2 separate regions of the Sus scrofa genome follow, and region 2 is linked to region 1. The links are chromatin contacts, called in public HiChIP or PLAC-seq maps. All regions are on one chromosome and are shown on one strand. Each heading gives the region's core, a stretch centred on a gene start, on an enhancer-like site or on the middle of the called end of the contact. The rest is flanking DNA. Distances are from core to core; before and after follow the strand shown.

Evidence for each region. HiChIP or PLAC-seq counts read pairs in DNA pulled down with a chosen protein or histone mark.
Region 2: a contact with region 1 is called in an H3K27ac HiChIP or PLAC-seq map of skeletal muscle. The contact joins the promoter of GAPDH here to the promoter of TPI1 in region 1. A contact is called at or near these places in 2 of 5 promoter capture datasets (fetal liver and liver), 1 of 47 Hi-C or Micro-C datasets (liver) and 2 of 2 datasets of contacts at active chromatin or transcription factors (alveolar macrophages and skeletal muscle).

The regions. Positions count from the first base shown.
Region 1 is chr5:63,840,632-63,846,926 of Sscrofa11.1, reverse strand. TPI1 (triosephosphate isomerase 1) reads left to right here and starts at 4,074. Exons shown (of 7, transcript NM_001037151.1): 1 at 4,074-4,227; 2 at 5,354-5,477; 3 at 5,590-5,674; 4 at 5,749-5,881; 5 at 6,171-6,256. The coding sequence starts at 4,113. USP5 (ubiquitin carboxyl-terminal hydrolase 5) reads left to right here. Exons shown (of 20, transcript XM_001925784.6): 16 at 387-530; 17 at 606-751; 18 at 1,233-1,386; 19 at 1,650-1,734; 20 at 2,554-3,185. The coding sequence ends at 2,647.
Region 2 is chr5:64,130,866-64,137,160 of Sscrofa11.1, reverse strand. It overlaps GAPDH (glyceraldehyde-3-phosphate dehydrogenase), which reads left to right and starts at 3,141. Exons shown (of 12, transcript NM_001206359.1): 1 at 3,141-3,222; 2 at 3,496-3,536; 3 at 5,311-5,410; 4 at 5,490-5,596; 5 at 5,718-5,808; 6 at 5,935-6,050; 7 at 6,134-6,215. The coding sequence starts at 3,514. LOC110260753 (a long non-coding RNA gene) reads right to left here and starts at 2,280. Exons shown (of 3, transcript XR_002344125.1): 1 at 1,954-2,280. NCAPD2 (condensin complex subunit 1) reads left to right here. Exons shown (of 32, transcript XM_021092430.1): 31 at 1-112; 32 at 327-656. The coding sequence ends at 412.

The DNA of each region.
Region 1 (6,295 bases), core at 2,825-5,324:
TTCAAATTTTCCTTGGCCCTCTTGATGAACATGGGGACCGATCGAGCCCTCCCAGCCATGGTCTCTGTGTGGATGGTGGCACACTGGCTGATTGCCTCTGTCCTTGTTACTTGGGTGGGGGCAGGGGCGGGGGCTCGTCCTCCAGACAGTGGGCGAGGAAGGGGCTCCCTGGGGGATCTGTAGCCTGAGTTCTGTACCTTTCGGATACGGCTGGCCCCCCATCAGGTTGTGTTGTCATTTTAGTTCTGGAATCAGGTGCTGGGCCTTGGAGGAAAAATGCATGCAAGGTGGTTGGGGGAGTCCTGGGGGCTGGACTCTGGCAGGAGGGAGGGGGCAGGGAGTGGCCCCAGGAGGCACGCCCCATGCCCGCGCTTCTCTGCCAACAGCGCCCATGTTGGATGAATCGGTTATCATCCAGCTGGTGGAGATGGGCTTCCCGATGGACGCCTGCCGCAAAGCCGTCTACTACACGGGCAACAGCGGGGCCGAGGCCGCCATGAACTGGGTCATGTCGCACATGGACGATCCAGGTAGGCTGGGGTGGGGAGCTGGGTGGGGCGGGGCCGCTGCACGCCCCACACACTTCAACCCCTTCACGTCCACAGATTTCGCGAACCCTCTCATCCTGCCTGGCTCCAGCGGGCCCGGCTCCACAAGCGCAGCAGCTGACCCCCCACCAGAGGACTGCGTGACCACCATTGTCTCCATGGGCTTCTCCCGGGACCAGGCCCTGAAAGCTCTGCGGGCCACGGTATAGCCTGCCCCCAGCCGAGCTCAGTCCTGTGGGAAGGAGAGGGTGGGAGCAAGCTTCTATCCCTCGTGAGCAAGACCAAGGATGACCCACGTAACGGGTCTGAGGAGCTAAAGATGCTAAAGGAGCCGAGGCCGGAGTTCCCGTCGTGGCGCAGTGGTTAACGAATCTGACTAGGAACCATGAGGTTGCGGGTTCGATCCCTGGCCTTGCTCAGTGGGTGAAGGATCTGGTGTTGCCGTGAGCTCTGGTGTGGGTCGCAGATGCGGCTCGGTTCCTGCACTGCTGTGGCTGTGGTGTAGGCCAGCAGCCACAGCTCCGATTAGACCCCTATCCTGGGAACCGCCACATGCTGTGGGTGCAGCCCTAGAAAAGGCTAAAAAAAGAAAGAAAAAAAAAAGATAAAGAAGCTGAGGCCTTCCCTGGCAGCCTTCTCCAGCCTGACAGTGCTAGAAAAAGTGACTCTTCTCTCTTTTCTAAGAACAATAGTTTAGAACGGGCTGTGGACTGGATCTTCAGTCACATTGATGACCTGGACGCAGAGGCTGCCATGGACATCTCGGAGGGCCGCTCCGCTGCCGACTCCATCTCCGAGTCCATACCAGTGGGACCTAAAGTCCGGGATGGTCCTGGAAGTGAGTGTCCCCTGAAACCAGAACAGGCCTGGTGGGATCTAGCCCGTTGGCTCCACCAGGTCTGCTTCCCTGGGGTGGTGGGAGGAGGCGGACAGGGGGCAGAAGCTTCTTTCCACCAGCTCGACTCCTGGAGGTGGGTTCCTAGGACGAGAGAGAGCCTCTGGGCCCAGTGCATGCCTCCAGTTCCCTGAAATCCCGTCCTGTGTGTGAGCTGTGGGGTCCAGCCGCCCTCCCTCTCTGCCCTCTCTCCCCCCCTTCCCTAGAGTATCAGCTCTTCGCCTTCATTAGTCACATGGGCACGTCAACCATGTGTGGTCACTATGTCTGCCACATCAAGAAGGAAGGCAGGTGAGGGGCCAGCACGTGCGTTTTTGAATGGGAGCGTGATGGTGGGAATGGTAGGGGCATCCTGGAAGTCCTCAGATTATGTGTGAGGGAAGGTAAAGGGTTGCTGGTGGGGCCGCAAACTCAGCGGAAACAGAGAAAGCCTCACGGCAGGGATTGGCCAACAAGGGCCCAGAGGCTGAATTCGGCCACTCACTTTTATAAAGTCCTACTGAGAGTTCCCATTGTGGCTCAGTGGGTTAAGAACCCGACTAACATCCATGAGCATGCGGGTTCTATCCAGGGCCTCGCTCAGTGGGTTAAGGATCCGGCGTTACTGCAATCTGCTTGATGCGTGTAGTTCGCAGGCAGGGCTCAGATCTGGTGTTACTGTGGCTGTGGCACAGGCCGGCGGCCACGGCTCCAATTTGGTCCCTAGCCTGGGAATCTCCGTATGCTTGCAGGTGCAGCCGTAAAAAGAAAAAGTCTTGGTGAGCACAGCCAATTACCCACTTATCTATCTGTGGCTCTCTTCGAGTTGCCACAGGAAAGTCAAGTAGTTGTATCAGAGACCAGATGGCCTGCAAAACCCGAAACATATCCTGTCTGATCCCTGCCTAATAGGAACGGGTGGCAAGTGGCTATAAAGACACCACAGGGTCTGAAAGCCCTGAGTCCAGTCGCAATGACCCTGTGAGATTGGGATGCTCCCTTCAGATAGGCAGCTGGACTGTAGGTTTGGGGACCCAGGCAGAGAATGTTGGGAGCCTTTGCCCGGGAATCACCAGGAGCCACCTCCAAGAGAGGAGCTGTTCATCCTTTTCCCCCCACATTCTTCCCCAGATGGGTGATCTACAACGACCAGAAAGTGTGTGCCTCTGAGAAGCCGCCCAAGGACCTGGGCTACATCTACTTCTACCAGAGAGTGGCCAGCTAAGAGCCCACCCTGAGCCCTTAACCACTGAGGGCAGGGGACAGACCACCCGGCATGAGGGATGGATGTCAGCCCCCCTGCTCCCGTACCCTTTTCCTTTTCGTGTCCCCAGCAGCAGGGAAGAAGCTAGAGGCTATGAGAGAATGGCCAAGCGAAGTGGGGGGGGCACTCTGGAGACTTTGGGGATGGAGCAGGAAGGGGAACGGGAGGGGCCGGCTGCCTGTCTGTGAGGAGACTGTTGCTTTCCTGCCCTTGACCCCACAGGGCTCTGCTTCTCTGTGATCCTGCTGGCCCAGCGTGGAGCGGGCTCGTTTGTTTGTGTGGCGTGGGTATAGCTTTGTGCAGCCTCTTCCACAGGAGGGGGCTTCTGTGCCTCCCCTCCCCCGTTGTGTGTGCTCCCCGTGTGGTTGGGCAAGGAGGGATCTGAGGGAAATGGGGACCCCCCTCGCCCTCCTGCCTCAGTCTTTTCCCCACCCTGTCTCTCCCCTGTCCTTCTGGAAAATGCCAAAATACAGGATGTGAATAAAAGTACAGTGGCTCAGTTGTGTCCTGTTTGATACCTTTGGGGGAAGCTGTCTTCCCCAGGGCTAGCAGCGGGGCCAGTTTCACAAAGCTCCTGGCCCTGCCCCTTTGCCTTCTATGTTTTGTGCTGGTGTGATTGGGGGCTGAGTGAGGTGAGCTCTGGGGCAGCAGAGGAAGGCTGCGGGGTGGGGGCTGTTAGATGAGGGGATGTGGGCTGGGGTGTCACAGAACAGAGATGGGGTGGAAGAGCCCTTTCTTGCAGCCGTGATACCGGAGGGGGCCCAGGTGGGTTCTTTCCAAATGTCCCCAGTGGCTGTAGTCCTTTGTCAGGCCTTGGCCTGCTGGAGCAAAAAGCGGGGTATTCATGGGGACAGGGCGGACTTCTGAACCCCCCTCCCTTAGCTGCACAGTTTCTAGCCAAGGTGGGCCATCCCTCCGCTGCTGAACCCTGTTTTTTGCCCAGTTACTGTGGGGCTGGGTCGGCCCCGGGTGGGTCAGAGGTGTCCGCTCAGCACTCAGGGATGTGGGGGCTCCGATGGGGAAGGAGGCTCCTTTTCCCAGAGCTGGAGAGAGGCCCCTCCCCTATCCCTCGGTGTGGGGGTGGCGTGATGAAGCCGTGAAGCGGGGGTTTCCCTGAGCACCGGGCGCACGGTTCTCCCCAAAGTCAGACCACGGAAGCTGTAGCCACCGAGCCTGGACGCCGCTGGAACGTTGCTACAAGAAAGAAGGTGACGTCAGAACCTCGCAACGCGGGCGGCGGCGAGCGGCAGCGGGCGGTGGCGGGCGGCGGGCGGCGGGCGGGGCCGGGGCTGGGCTTCCGCGGGGCGGGCCAGTCATGGCCCAGGACGCGAAGGGGGCGGGGTTCTGCCTCTCCGCTCTCTATATAAGCGGCCAGTGGAGACGGCCGCGCGCTGCTCCTGACCTTCAGTGTGCTGGCTCCAGCGCCATGGCGCCCGCTAGGAAGTTCTTCGTGGGGGGAAACTGGAAGATGAACGGGCGAAAGAACAATCTGGGGGAGCTCATCAACACCCTCAACGCAGCCAAGCTGCCGGCCGACACCGGTGAGCCCTGGCGGTGGGTGGGAGGTCGGGCGTGGTGGCGCCCTCTCCCGAGCTCTCTCAGCAGTTGTCTGCGTGGTCCTGCTTGCAGGGCCGGAGACCAGAGTTACTGGGGTCCCGGCCTTGGCCCTGCGGCCGCAGGACCAGGGGTGTGTCCACGGGGAAAGGCGGAGCCGCATCTCCCTGTGCCCTCCGACTGTGGGAGGAAGACGGCTCCGGGGTGCGGACCGGGGCTGCACCCGCCCGAGCCGGGGATGGAAGTGGAGCCCAGCCCCTACGGGCGATCGGGAGAGGCCGGCGCCAGTCCGGTGTGTGGGGGAGGAGGCTGCGTGCAGGCTTCTGGGCCCCCTCGGCGCCGGCTCCGTGCGCCGCCGCACGTAGCCCAGACTCCTCCCCGCGCTTTGCCTGGGCTACCGAGTTCCCCTGCCGGGTGGCCCTTGGCCTCTTGAGCTACTCTTCTGATCCTTTCCCCTCGGCGGCCTGCAAGACCCTTCTGCGGAAGGGGCTGAGCAAGTGACAAACGGGCAGAGCCATGTGGGGATGAGGAGCGATCCTCTTGTTTTCTGCAACCTGGATACGGGAAAACGCAAGGCCTCTATGAGCCAGTCGACTCGCTGCCACCCACGGACAGAGTGCCGTCCTCAGTCCTTCCCATCCCAGGCATCTAAATCACAGAACCCCGGGTCTGATCAAGAGGCACCCCCTTCTGGTTTATTCCCCCCAGAGACTGCAGTACAGACCCCAGGAGTTGGCCCTTTCTGCTTTTGCTAAAAATCCTTGCCTGGCTAGGAGAGGTGGGAATGAGCTATTTTAGAAGGGAGGCGGGGTTGGCCCCAGAGAATGCTGAGTCTAGGAGGTGCCCAGGCCCAGAATAGCCTGGGGAAATCAGAGCCACAGCTGTTAAAAGAGCAGAGGGCAGGGCAAGGGCCATGACCTCTCAGGGGTACCCAAAAGGTTCAGAGTTGGGTTCAGGCCCAGCCTGGGGTGCAGAGTAGACAAAGATCATCATGCTGGTGTGGAAATGGGCGAAGGCAGAACTATGAAAGCGGTGGAGGCTAGGGGGCTCCAGAGCACTGGATAGGGTCTGGATTTGTGATGCCATCCCCTTCTGTCACTGTCTTCTACTCAGAGGTGGTTTGCGCACCCCCCACCGCCTACATTGACTTCGCCAGGCAGAAGCTAGATCCCAAGATTGCCGTGGCTGCACAGAACTGCTACAAAGTGGCTAATGGGGCCTTTACTGGGGAGATCAGGTAAGATGGTGTGTGTGTGTGTACTGGGGGGACCCAGCCCTTATTCTCCTCATGGAGGGAAAAGCCATGGGGTGGGCTCCCTCCTGAGCCATGGCTTTTTCTCTTCCTCTAGCCCTGGCATGATCAAAGACCTCGGAGCCACGTGGGTAGTCCTGGGGCACTCGGAGAGAAGGCATGTCTTTGGAGAGTCAGATGAGGTTAGTGACCAGGAGAGGAGATAAGAGATGGCTTATTCCAAGACAGGTGTCTCACCAAGTCTGTTCCTCAACAGCTGATTGGGCAGAAAGTGGCCCATGCCCTGGCAGAGGGACTTGGAGTAATCGCCTGCATTGGGGAGAAGCTAGATGAGCGGGAAGCTGGCATCACCGAGAAGGTCGTTTTCGAGCAAACCAAGGTCATCGCAGGTATCTCTGGAGAAAGGGACGTTTGGACCTAGCCAGGGCTACGGAGGAACAGAGGGCGGGGTCAGATGCCTTGCCTCCTGACTTGATTCCCCATGCTGATGCAGGAAAGGGGAGGCTAAGAACCCTTGTATCCTTCCTATCACTTCCCCTCCTGCCCCTGACAGTATATGATGCCACTTGGAGTTCCCTTAACAGCCACCAGAGGGCAGTAGGCCGCCATCACTCATTCTCTGGGGAACAGCTGGATCGCTCCTCCTTCACCCTTCCACCTGTGATCTCTGTCCCACAGATAATGTGAAGGACTGGAACAAGGTTGTCCTGGCCTATGAGCCTGTGTGGGCCATCGGTACCGGCAAGACTGCCACACCCCAACAGGTAACCAAGCCCAGGAGTTCATCCTCCCCTGCCTTGGTA
Region 2 (6,295 bases), core at 1,892-4,391, 290 kb before region 1:
TTTGTCACACCTGAGCCCCGCCGTACTACCCGTCGGCATCCAAACACCCAGCAGCAAGTTTCGAAAAAGAAGCTCAGAATTGTCTTTTCGAGCGACGAGTCCAGCGAGGAGGGTACGGTGCCCCTTTCTGGACCTGGCCCAGAGCGAGCACAGCTTGCAGGGAGGCCTGCTTTGATGGCAGGCCTGCCACATAGTCCCCCACCCCCACGTTGTCCTCCCCCCACTGGGCAGTGTGGTCAGGGACTGTCCCATTCGTTCTCTTAAGACCCGTTTTTCACCATCTTTGTGACTCAGCTTTGTCTCATTCCCCCAATTCTTTTGAATAGAACTGTCAGCAGAGATGATGGAAGATGAGACACCCAAGAAAACCACCCCCATCCGCCGAGCATCTGCTCACAGACAAAGATCCTAGAGGTGTCCTACCTGTTCCCATCCCAGCCAGCCCTGCAGGTGTCTTGTGGAGTGACCCTGAATTCCATTCCCCTTGTAAAATACGTGTTTACCTGTCTCCTTGGTTTTTTTTAATGTGTAAATGGTCTTTATAATGTTAGGCTTTGCTAAACTAAGCCTAACTGAACCAAGTCAAGTTGTTTTCCAGAATGTGTGTTTGCCAGTTTCTTTGTTTTCTAATGAATAAATATTTTTATATACTTTTAGAGGTTTTTCCTAAGCCTGTCTGTGTTTCATCCCACATTAGCCCAGAGGCAGGCAGCAGACAGAGGGTTATTGATCCAGGAGTCTGGGGCCTGTGCCAGCATCTGATGAGCTTCGAGTCCCTTGCTGGCCCGTCCTTGCCTCTCAACCTCCACACCCTGCACACGTGGCAGGATTGCTCCGCTGTGCAGAATTAGGCAGTGCCTAGGCTTCAGATCCACGCTTCTCAATCTGGGGGCAGTGTTGCCCTCCAAGGGACATTTGACAATATCCAGAGACTATTTTGTTGTCACAGCCAAGGAGAGGGTGCTAACAGCAGCTAATGAGTAGGAGCCAGGGGTGTTGCTAAATATCCTACAATGCACAGGACGGGTCTGATGCAAAGAGTCATCAATGCAAAATGTCAGGAGTGCTGAAGTTGAGAAACCCTCCTCCCCAGGGGCTGGCTGCTCTGTCCTGCCCACCCTGGCTTGTGCCCCTAATTCCAGCTCTAGACAGTGTAGAGACCATCCCCCAGGGATTTGGCACCACGTTTACAGGGTCTGCAGGATGTCAGCCCCTCAGCTGCAGGCCCTGTTCACCCCCTCCTGCCCCCCAAGATTTCTCTGCTGAGTCACCTGAAGCGGAGGCAGTGAGGCTGCTGTCATGACAACACTGGTGTCTTTGCTGTCATGACAACAGCAGACTGCGTCAGTCATGCTCCCTGGGCACTGAGCTCCCTCTTTTTTCAGCAAAGGACAGTAATGAACAATGACAAGCATGCAGCAAAGGGGAACATGCTTCGGGGAGCAGAGGAGGGTGGAGGGGCTCCTAAGGCCCTTGCCAGGGAGAGTATATGATCCTGGTGCTCCACTTCCCCAGCAGATTCCTCAGTGCCCAGCATCCCGCCTCCCTCACCGTTAAGTGCCCTCAGTCCCTGCTCTTGCCGCTCTTGAAAAGCCTGGGCACCGACTGTGCACATGGCTGCCAGCAACAGCCAGCCTTGGATCTGGGGCCCCAAGGAAGGAGGGCAGTCCCAGAAAGGGAAGGGACAGGACAGGCTTGAGTCGGGGTGCGGGGCAGCGTGCTCTCTGCCTTTTAAGCAAAGGTTATCATCCTGCGGGCTAAACTTAGCCACAGGCTTTTCAGCTGGAAAAGGGGGCTGGTCTCAGGTTACGCTGGGCCAGCAAAGAGGCCCCAATTCCTTCCACCAGCACCTGCTAATGGGCAACGTCCATTCCACCCTCCCCCCACCTTCCCTGAACCTTCAACACTTCAAGTCCTCAGAACCAACCCATCTTTCATCCTCTGCTCACAAACCTGGCCCAGCCCCAGCTTCTGAGGGACTGGTCTTGGAGAAGAATGGATTTCCTCCTCCACATCACGTCTGGGAAGGGGCTAGGGGCCCTTGTCCCCACCCTGTGTCCAAGACCTCCCAATCTTTTCCCTCTTATGGACACCTCACCCTGCCCCCAACATCCCCTGGGCGCAGCCAGTGAAAGGGAGGCCCTGACTGCAGGGCTGGCCTGCACGTCCCAGGATGGGGAGGGACTTCCGCTCTCACGTCCTGCTCTGCCCAGGGCTGGATGGGGTGAAAGGGACATTGTCTCCCAGCCCGGGCCGCTCAGCCCTCAAATTTCCCAGGAGCAACTTTGTGGGAGACCTCTGAGCCTCTACCTGGCCAGCCCCCCAAAGCGATCCTGTCCCCTCGCTGAGGCCCCAGCCAGCCAGGGCCTGGGGGAGAGCAGCTGGTGCACACAGGTCCTGGTTTGTCTGCTCGATTCTCAGATGTCCAGGCTGCCTGTCCTGCAGGGCATCGTGACCTTCAGTGCAGAAACTTCCCTCTCAGGCCTCCTTCCGAGCCTCCTTCCTCTCCAGGCCTCCCACTGGCCAGGGCCAGCCGCGGTCCCCAGCCCGGGGAGGCCAGGAGCCAAGAGAAGGGGAGGGGGGAAAGGGGAAGGGGGCTGGAGAGGGCCTTGCTGGAGGCCCCTCCCGGGCCTTTTCCTCTGTAGTTCCTGGGTCACTACCGAAGAGCCTCGAGAAGTTCCTCAATCTTCCCGCTTCTCAGCTTTTGAAGGGGGGGGGGTAGGGGAGACTGCAGCCGCGAGCTGCGAGCCGCGCCCCCAACCCCGGGTTCCGCTCCAATTTCCCATCCCACTGGCTCCCCATATCCTCCCGTTACATCCCTGCAGCAACTTTAACGTCCCTGGCTCCTTGGGTGTCCTCAGTTTTCGCCAGGGCCCCCTCCTCCTAGTCCACTGCCCCCTGCAGTACAACCCCAACCGGGCCAGGCAGCATCACCGGTCCCCTCCCCCTCTCCGTCCTCAGCCCACTTGTGTGGCGCGTGCACATTGGCAGAACCAGGCGGGTCCAAAGGAAAAAAAAAGAAGAAGTGGGGGTCGGCTACTCGCGACTTTACGGGCGCACGTAGCTCAGGCCTCCGCTGCTGGAGCTAGGACTGGGCGAGGCGAGCCCACGTCACCCCGCCCCCGCCCCGCCCCCTGCCCTATAAATTCCGGCTGCAGCCTTCCCCTGCGCTCTCTGCTCCTCCCCGTTCGACAGACAGCCGTGTGTTCCGTGCATTGCCAGGTAAAGCCTGGCGGAGTGGAGCCACAAGGGTTCGAGGACTGGTCCGAAAGGGACCGGGGGCCGTGCGCGGTCTGGGAGTGTGGGTGCGGGGCCCCGGCTGGAGCCGGAGTTGTGGCTGCGCCGGGCCGGGCCCCTGCATTGCGGGTTGAGGGGGAGGAAGGACGTGCAGAAGAGCAGAGCGAGGATGGAGGCCTGGGGGAGGGGCGGGGAGGGCACCGTCGGGCTCCAGCCGCTTTGCCCCGCGATCTAATGTTCTCTTTCCTCTGCCGGCAGCCGCGTCCCTGAGACACGATGGTGAAGGTCGGAGTGAACGGGTGAGTTAGGGGGTGGGGCAGGGTGGGGCAGTAAGTACTGCAGCCCCCACCAAATTGCGTCCGCAGGTCTCGCCCTACCGGGTCTGTGCAAGCATGTGGGGGACTTGGATGGGGTGGTCGTACCCCACCCCCAAGGAGAACTCAAGGTCAGCGCTCGGACCTGGAGGAGGCCCTCGCAAGGCCTCGTGTCCCCCATCCCTGGCTGTTGCGCGTTCTGTAACTCCGCCTCTGCGGAGCCTTCCTCTTCACCTGCCGCAGATACACAGCCCTGGAGTCTCCAATTCTTGCTTTGGCCCCATCCCCTAATCCCCCAGCTGGGGCTCTTTCTTTCCTTTCGCGCCCTGCGGGGTCACGTGAAGGGGAGGAGCCCATCCCCCCAGCCGCAACCAGTGCCCCCAGCCGGGCAGCCCCGGGATGCAGGAGGCACAGCTGCTGTGCAGAACCAGCTGGGAGGGGGCATCTGCGGTAACCTAGCCGCCATGTTGCAACTAGGAAGGAAATGAATGAACCGCCGTTAGGAAATCTTCCTGAGTCCTTCAATCTTTCTCCTTACTTGCCCATGACTAAGCCTTCTACCCCTGCCTCGTGGGGTGGAGTCTCCTTTATCCGGTAACCCAGGTCCGGCCACGCTTTCCCCTTCTTAGTCAGCTGGACCTCAGCTCTTAGCAAACTAACCCTAGAGCATCCCTTCAAGCCCCAGCCAGATTCCCCCCCCCGGGGATGAGGGGATGCTTTTTCTGGATGGTTCTCTGATGAATCAAAAACGGGGCTTTATGGGGGTGGTCTTGGGTTGTTTCCGGGTTGTTTCCCTTCTCTTTCTCCGGAGAGGTGTGGTAGCGTTGGCTTGGTGCCATGCCGGGGGAGCTGAGTCATGGGTACTTAGAAATTTTCCACAAAATGGCTCCCGGAGCCGGCGGAGCCGCAGCCCCTGTCTCTGCATCAGTGCTCCTTGAAGCTGCTTCCTTCCATCCATGCCTAGGGTTGACCCCACCCTAAAGGCCAAGCTGTAAAGGTCACCAGGAGGATTAGATGTCCGTGAGCCTCGGGAATCCTGCCCTTCTCCCCATCCCCTCTTCCAGAAACCAGATCCCCACTCCACCCTAAGCTGGGGTTAAATATAGCTGCCTGACCTTTCTGCAGCTGGGGGCCTGGGCTTCTCCCTCTCCTTCCCCCCCGCTCCCCACACGTCTATTGCTCCCACTCCTGATTTTGGGAAAAGAGCTAACAAAGACAGGTTCCTAACAAATCAGAAGCCCGGGATTCTGGGTTTGAGAAACGGCTTTCCCTTTTGTAGGAGGGACTTGGGGAAGGGGGGGGGTTTCCCTGGCCAGTTAACTTCTGACCTTTGCTCTTGCCCTTTGAGCTGGGTGATGCCAAGTGTGCAAGATTTTGCTCCCTAGAGGGTGTGGCCTGAAGCTGGCCAGATAGGAACAAGCATTTACCGACAGTGGGCCTGAGGAATGCCATGTGCCGGCCATGTGCCCAGACTGTAGGTGGCAGCAGCAGTGCACCACCCTGTCACCCCTTAACAGATTTCAGATGACCAGGGGGTGTGGGCCTGTCTCGGAGCTTCATCACCTCTTGGGCAGGATGGGAGCTTTTCACTTTGTGGCTGTGCTGGGAAGCCAGGCTGGTCTGGCAGGGTTGTGCGAGGAGGAGGAAATGAGATCTCCTGGTAGGAAAGTGCCCGCGCTGACAGCGGGCGCGTGGGCCTGGGACTGCTTACATCTCCAGGAGAGCTCACTCCTCCCTCCTCGCCTCTTGTCCCCCTCAGATTTGGCCGCATCGGGCGCCTGGTCACCAGGGCTGCTTTTAACTCTGGCAAAGTGGACATTGTCGCCATCAATGACCCCTTCATTGACCTCCACTACATGGTGAGTGGCCCCCGTGGCGGGGGCGGGGACAGAGCCTGCCAGGGCGCAGCCCCTTGATGCCCTCCCTCGTCCCCCCCAGGTCTACATGTTCCAGTATGATTCCACCCACGGCAAGTTCCACGGCACAGTCAAGGCGGAGAACGGGAAGCTTGTCATCAATGGAAAGGCCATCACCATCTTCCAGGAGTAAGTATGGAAGACGGAACCGGAAGAGCTTTGCCTTGGAGGAGGTGGTGCTGGGACGGGGTGACCACCTTGGGTCTGTGGTCCCCCGCGCCCCTGAACTTTGTCCTGTCTTCCCTTCTAGGCGAGATCCCGCCAACATCAAATGGGGTGATGCTGGTGCTACGTATGTTGTGGAGTCCACTGGTGTCTTCACGACCATGGAGAAGGCCGGGGTGAGCGGCAGGGAACCGAAAGAGGAGGGGACCTAACCGCGGGGTTGGTGTAGCGGGGAGACTGGGGGAGGCTGACTTGGACCAGGAAAGGGGAAGCCCGGGTGTCTGACTGCTCCTCTGCTGCAGGCTCACTTGAAGGGTGGGGCCAAGAGGGTCATCATCTCTGCCCCTTCTGCCGATGCCCCCATGTTTGTGATGGGCGTGAACCATGAGAAGTATGACAACTCCCTCAAGATCGTCAGGTGAGCTTGGTGGAGGGGGCGGGGGGGGTCATGCTGCGCGGGACCCCGTGGACCTGCCCGTTGACTTGCCTCCCTCGTTTCAGCAATGCCTCCTGCACCACCAACTGCTTGGCACCCCTGGCCAAGGTCATCCATGACCACTTCGGCATCGTGGAGGGACTCATGGTAGGTGATGGGGACTGAGCCAGAGCACGTTCTGTCCTCACCCAGGACTGGATCCTTCCCCTCCCAGAGCTCAGCCCGGA